Regions from separate parts of the Arabidopsis thaliana genome. Here region 2 is linked to region 1. A link is a contact called in public capture Hi-C data. All regions are on one chromosome and are shown on one strand. The core of a region is the stretch at or near the end of the contact, and the rest is flanking DNA. Distances in the headings are between cores, read along the strand shown.

Region 1 (3,437 bases), core at 95-2,594:
TAGTAAAGTTTATTTTTTACTTTTTAGACAAAATTTTGTTTAAAAATATTTAAGATAATAATTATTCTTAAAATTATTAAATACATCAAATTTTAATTTATGATTTTTTTTTCTGTTTTAAGTTAAAAACGTTTTTCAGTTATTCTTAAATTTTAATGAGACTATTTTAGTAATTTTGTATATTAAAAATTAATTGTTTAAAAAGAAAAAAAAGAGAAGGTATTTTTCAAATGAAAACTCAAAAATAGGGCATTTTTCCAAATTTACTCTTTAATAAATCTGAAATTAATAAATAAATAGAATTAATTAATAAAACAAGTCCCGGCTAATTGAAAACAAAACTAAATTCCGGTTAAGAATTAAAGAAAGCTAAATATAATTAAACCAAACAAGTCCCGGCTTATTGAAAACAAAGAACCAAACATGTTTTTTAGGCATCATCAAAATCACTATTTAGGATCGTAACCGAACCGTTTCTAAACCGTAACTGTAAAATAGATTAGTAGGATTAAAAAGATATACTTACTGTAACTTTTAATTAACAGTAACAGTTTCAAACCGTATAGTTAAAACCTTTAAAATATAGTTGTATTTGTGTATATACAAAGATAAATATCGAATATTCCGATTTTTTTATTTATAATAAAAGTAAACCATACCACATATGAAGAAATCTATGCTAGAAAAAGATAGTTTTTTTTCCAAAGAAATATGTAGTAATGCTACATTGCTAAAAATCAAGATATTTTTGCCTACAATATACTTTTTCATCTTATTAAAGTACTGGATACTTGAACAATTTCTCAAAGTGAGATTTTAACCTCAAATAAATTGTATGAAACCGGTAAAGATAACTCGATGTAGACCTCAAATACTGGATACTTGAACAAATTACTTTTTCATCAAATAAATGGAGATTTTGCCTACAATATACTTTTTCATCTTATACCCTAACCGGTATGGTCTGTGCACGAATCTTTACGTACAGCTCTTAAAAGAAAGTCCAAAACCAACATGACAGTCTGATCATACATAAAACATTCCCTTTATGACTTAACCACTTGACCATCCATCCTCGCTTGGCTAAGTTTCTTGATTATTTCACTTAGTCATGACTCATGACTTATCCTTCGTCATTCAACCGATTCGAACTAAATCACTTAACCATTTATTTGAGGTGATTGATGATTCAATAGACCGGTATCGATATCGTGGAATATATGTGTCAATTGTATGAAACCGGTAAAGATAAACCGATATTTGAAGCCAAAGATAGTAAACCGAAATCAAAATGGCCAATGAAACCGGTACAAAACCGGTAGAAGATAATCCAATCTTTAAAGCGCTCCCACATAAACGTTTCCCTTATCTCTCTCTCTCTCTCCACTCCAATGGGGACTCTCACCAGCGTCGCTTTTGCCGCTGCCGTTAACATTAGATTCCGATCATTTCACCGGGAAAACATTAAGACAACAATTACAACTCTGCCCAAATGGCAAAAGAGACTCTGTTTCTCTTCTACAGAGGATTCTCATAGATTTAGGATTGCAAAGTGTTTAGGCAATGACGAAAACAGTAACAGAGACGACAGTATCGGAGAAAACGGAGAAACCCACAAGTCTTCGGTTGTTAAAACGGCAACGTTTGAAGAAGAAGATGAAGAGACAAGTAAGAGTAGCTCTACTACTAGCAGCAGCAACGAGTTCGGTTCCGACAAGACTTCAATGGTACACACACACACAATTATCTCTGACTTATGTTCTGTTTTGTCCTGTTTGGTGGTTACCAAAATCAAAAGCAAATCTTTTTAATGGAAAATTGAAAACGTTGAGTTCAAGGAAGGGACTGTAACACATTTTATGAAATTGCTCGATTTCGTAGGTTGTATTTTGGTTATTAGTATCAATCTCTTAAACACTGTGTTACTAAGAGTACAAGTTTGTGTCTTTTTCCTCAGCCATCAACTATTGATCCAACATATAGTAGCTTCCAAATAGATTCGTTTAAGCTAATGGAGCTTCTTGGACCAGAGAAAGTAGATCCTGCAGATGTCAAGTTAATAAAGGACAAACTTTTCGGTTATTCGACATTTTGGGTGACGAAAGAAGAGCCATTTGGGGACCTTGGGGAAGGAATTCTCTTTCTTGGGAACTTGAGAGGAAAGAAAGAAGATGTTTTTGCAAAACTTCAGAGAAAACTAGTTGAAGTTGCTAGTGATAAATATAATTTATTCATGATTGAGGAGCCTAACTCAGAAGGACCTGATCCTCGCGGTGGTGCTCGTGTTAGCTTTGGTTTGCTTCGTAAAGAAGTTTCGGAGCCTGGACCAACTACACTCTGGCAGTATGTGATTGCTTTAATATTGTTTCTTTTGACTATTGGTTCCTCTGTGGAGTTAGGAATTGCTTCTCAGGTACATGTTTTTCGCTAAAGCACGAACATCATGATGTCGTTGATCTGTTATTCTTTAATGCAATAATGGAAGTTACTTGATTTAACAGATTAACCGCTTACCTCCTGAGGTGGTAAAGTATTTCACCGATCCAAATGCTGTTGAACCACCTGATATGGAGCTGCTGTATCCATTTGTAGATGCTGCATTGCCTTTAGCTTATGGTGTATTGGGAATTCTTTTGTTTCATGTAAGTAAAAACTTATGTGTCTCTATCGTAATGCTTTTCTTTTTATGATGTTGCAGACATGTTCCTTGGTAGAATGATAAACTTTCAGTAATTCGTTTAGACTTGTTTATTTGCAGGAATTAGGGCACTTTCTTGCTGCAGTTCCAAAGAAAGTTAAGCTTAGCATTCCATACTTCATTCCAAACATTACACTCGGCAGCTTTGGGGCAATCACACAGGTAATAATCCTACTCATTTCTTTTAAGTTTATGGGACTTATCTCCTGTTGAACTCTAGGTAAGTCACATCTAGAAGAAGACATCTTTCTACGCTACTATGGTTCAAAATGCATCCATTTACTTCTCTTTCTCAATGCATTCGTCTTCCTCTAATGAAGTGTTTCGATAACGAGAGTATTGGCTAGTGTAGTAGCGTTAGTAAATCATTTTATTTGATTTGTACAGTTTAAGTCGATTCTTCCTGACCGGAGTACAAAAGTTGACATTTCGCTAGCTGGTCCATTTGCTGGAGCTGCACTCTCAGTTTCCATGTTTGCTGTTGGTCTGTTCCTATCTACAGAACCAGATGCAGCTAACGACCTGGTCCAGGTTCCCAGCATGTTATTTCAAGGTTCATTACTTCTTGGACTCATCAGCAGAGCAACTCTGGGATATGCGTAAGCTCTCCACAGCTAACGTCTGTTCACCCTAAACGAAAAAATCTAACTCCAATCTCCATTTCCATTTTCCTATTGATTGCAGAGCTTTGCATGCTGCAACAGTTTCAATCCACCCACTTGTAATTGCTGGATGGTAG
Region 2 (3,898 bases), core at 1,322-3,821, 220 kb before region 1:
AGGTAGAAGAAGGAGCTGGTTGAGCTGCTCTAACCATTTGCTCAGCAGTTGCTTCAAGCTCTCCTAGAGCCTCTGCCTGTCAAACTCTTTCGCGTCTGGCCGCACTCTCTGTAGGATCCGGGCAGCTAACATACTGGGTCATGACCCCTCGGAGCTCATCCATAGCAGCATTCAGTGCATCCTTTCCTGGCGGGGGCCTGTCTTTGTCTCTGTGACTTGAAGCTAGGCCAGAGCCTTGCACTTCCTGGCTTCGACTTGCGTTATCCTCTAGAACAGGAGAGTATTTTCTTTGAACACCTTTACCCTTATCAATAAGGGGTCGATAGACAGAAGGGCCTGGGTGGGAGTCCTCTTGGAAGGAATGTGATCGTCGATTAACTGGGGCAGGATCCGAAGATCTCTGCCTTCTGGACAGAGAAGAACGCATATCATTCTCAGAAGAAGAAATAGAATGTCTGGGGGAGAGCACTGGTCGAATCCTTTCCCTCTGAGGTTCATGACCATCTCTTCTTCTTACATCCCCACCAGATTCCCGGAATCGTCTAGAGCAGTCCGTTTGGTGTCTTTGCCTATTACGGGTGCGGTGGTTGGAGGCAGGCACATCTCTTCTCTGAGAGGAACTATCCTCAGATATCCTGAAGATTCTTGAGGCAGAGGACGAGTTGGAGCTTTTGCCTCTAATCTCCTCCCACGAGATTGGATTGATAGGTTCTTCTAGTCTTCTACTCTCTTTTCTACCAAGGAGGGGGCAGGACAGATGGGAATGATCCAGCTTGTAGCAGGATTTGCAATAATTTCTCAGCTTCTCGTAAACTAGGGAGGCTTCCACTTCACTCCCATCTTCAAACTCCACAATCGTCTTCAACACGAGGGGCTTCAGCCCATTTACTAGCACCCTCATTCGAAAGAAGGTAGACGAAACTTCAGTCTTCTCTAGAACTCCCACACTCTTCGCAATACTAACCAGGATTCCTTCAGACCAAAGATGAATCGACACACCTTGAACATTGATCCAGAAAGGGATCTGGGAAGGGAAATCCTTATCAATCGTCGGCTCCCAACGTTGGAAAATTATCATCCATTGCGAAAAATGGTAGGGTTGATACTTTAGGGCTCTAGCAAGGTCTTGCTCAGTCGCGAATTGGAATTGGAATAACCCATTCCCAAGATCTGCTCCAGTAGGTCGGGTGGAAAACTTCCAGTGGTCGGCTAGGAAAGGCAGTACTGCCCAGACGTCTTGTTCCGCCGGATTGGTAAGTCTGCCGATGGCCGTGAGGGCATGTCTGCGCAACAACTCAGAGTTGTCAAAAGCCGGGACTTTAACTCTCGGAGGGCGAGGAGGCCGGAAAGGGGGATCCAGGGTGGATCTGCGATCGCTAGGAGAGTAACGACGAGACATCGGGAAAAGGCGAGGAGATCTGGAAACTCGTCAGATCTGAGGAGCCTTCGGTAAGCAAAGGAGACTACAAGATGGGGGTAGAGGCGAGGAGGCGGAACTGAGGGGGAAGGTAGTCGCCGGAAAGGAGGATTAGATCGCCGGCAGAAGGAGATCTAGGGTTCCGAAGTAGCTAGCGAAAACCGTTTCGGAAAAGTCGCTTGGGAGCATCTTTAAATGAAAACTCATTATATGTTTAAATACTACTAATCCAATAAGATAATTTAAAAAACATTTCCTAATTAAATATAACAAATCTGCTTTATTTTATATATATGATATTATAAATATCAAATTAATGTGTTTGAATTCGAATTGGTTTGAATATTCTAAATTTATTTAAATAACTGTTAAAACATTTAATTAGACCATCTATTATGTTTGATAATTAAAATATAAAAATCTGTTTAAATATTTAAAAATAAAATTAATTACATTTTTGTTGAAATTAATTTTTGTTAGTTAACTTAATTGAATTTAAATTTAAGTTTTTATTAATAATTCTTTTAAGTTTTTCTTCTATAATTCTGATTTTGATAAAATTTATGTTTGTCTTATTAATTTGTCAAATTTGATAATTAATTTACATGTTAATAAAATATACTAAACCTTGACATACTATCTATACAACTATATATATTAAATATATAATTATAATAGTATCCATGTTCAAATGATACCAATAATAAATTTTGAAACTCTTAAAATTTATAAATTATACAAATAAACATTTATAGACAAATAAAATACCTGAAATTCGTAATATATATAAAGAAGTGAAACTGATAAACTAATTAAAGCATGAATATTGTGCGTAGCACATGTACCGTCTAATACTTTTTAAAATTCACTAAAAACTCTTTCAAAATCACGAACCAATAACATCATCGTAATTTGGAAAATGAAAATACTATCTTTTTTTTTTTTTTTTTTTGAACAGAAAAATACTATCTAAACTACTCTTGCTAACACAAGGAACGGAAATTATAGATATGAGACGTGATCGGGATAGCTAAATTCAATTCTCACTGTCACTAATTTTAATACGGGTGAAATGGTTTTATTTTCAGTCCCTTTATATTGTGGCTTGTCAATAGAAATGGGCCTTAAAAGGCCGGGCCTTGCTCTTAACTTTATTTAACCACACAATTTTATCATTTCACTCCTAACGCACTCTCTTCTCCGAATCTAGGGTTTTTGTCTCTAGCCTCCTCAAGCTTTGCAAACAATCATGGCGACCCAGATCAGCAAGAAGAGAAAGGTGATATCTTTTGCCCTCCCCTGTCTCTATCTCTCTACCAATGTATCGTATTCTAAGCTTAACACAAAAAAAGTTTTGAATTTTGTAGTTCGTAGCCGATGGTGTGTTTTACGCTGAACTCAATGAGGTTCTAACCAGAGAGCTTGCTGAGGATGGTTACTCTGGTGTTGAGGTTCGCGTCACTCCTATGCGTACTGAGATCATCATTAGAGCCACTCGTACTCAAAACGTTCTCGGTATGTTGGTGCATTTTCGTTAACCTTGCTCTGATTCGACCTTTTTTTGTTTCTATGATATCAATTTGATGATTCTCTGTTTGGTTTAGGTGAGAAGGGAAGGAGGATTAGGGAATTGACATCTCTTGTACAAAAGAGATTCAAATTTCCTCAGGACAGTGTTGAGCTTTATGCTGAGAAGGTTGCTAACAGAGGTCTTTGTGCTATTGCTCAGGCTGAGTCTCTTCGTTACAAGCTTCTTGGTGGTCTTGCTGTTCGTAGGTATGACGTGTTTCTATTGCTGCATCCTTTTGTAGCTATCATTCCGGTGTTGATTTGTTAGATTGATGCTTAAGACTGTGTGTTAATGTAGTGAAGTATCCTGAATTAGTTTAATGTCTCTTTCTGTTTTTGGCTTAAAGAATGGTGATGAAACAAATAGGAGATAATGGTACTTAGACTATGTGTTAATGTAGTTTATCTAGGTGGTGATCCAGTGTCGTTTTCTATCTGTGCATGATTAACAAACTGCGTTAAAATAGTGTTTGTGTGAAGTGTCCTGAATCAGTTTAAGACTTTGTTAATGTAGTGAAGTATCCTGAATCGATTTTCTGTATTTTTCTTTACATGGCTTAAAGCATGGGACAAATTAGAGTTTGCTATTTGTATGTTCGTGTAGACTTTGTGTTAATGTAGTTAAGCTATGTATCGGTCCAATGTCTGTATTCTATCCTTCGATTAAACAAACTGTGTAACAAGTGTTGCGTATTAGTAAACATGATTTGCCGCTGAAGTTATATTAGTGTTGGACTTGTTGTTAGCTGCGTCTATAGATCAGTGTAATTAGAAATCCTTTTATTCCACTCGTGATTATCATTCGGTTTGATTTTTAGTTGTCTAGATACCCACATCGAGTCTATCAGGCTTTCTATTATGTTACTTTAAATTTGAACTGTTCTCCTAAATATGGCTTTTATGCTTTGATCT

The links. Capture Hi-C pulls out chosen DNA fragments and counts their contacts.
Region 2: a contact with region 1 is called in a capture Hi-C map of seedling, with 2.2 times the contacts expected there. The contact joins the promoter of AT5G35530 here to the promoter of EGY1 in region 1. A contact is called at or near these places in 1 of 26 Hi-C or Micro-C datasets (root) and 1 of 3 other capture datasets (seedling).

The regions. Positions count from the first base shown.
Region 1 is chr5:13,485,501-13,488,937 of TAIR10.1, reverse strand. It overlaps EGY1 (Peptidase M50 family protein), which reads left to right and starts at 1,344. Exons shown (of 10, transcript NM_122913.4): 1 at 1,344-1,727; 2 at 1,958-2,413; 3 at 2,502-2,642; 4 at 2,759-2,860; 5 at 3,086-3,297; 6 at 3,383-3,433. The coding sequence starts at 1,392.
Region 2 is chr5:13,710,961-13,714,858 of TAIR10.1, reverse strand. It overlaps AT5G35530 (Ribosomal protein S3 family protein), which reads left to right and starts at 2,571. Exons shown (of 6, transcript NM_122944.5): 1 at 2,571-2,696; 2 at 2,785-2,932; 3 at 3,022-3,193. The coding sequence starts at 2,667. It also overlaps the pseudogene AT5G35535.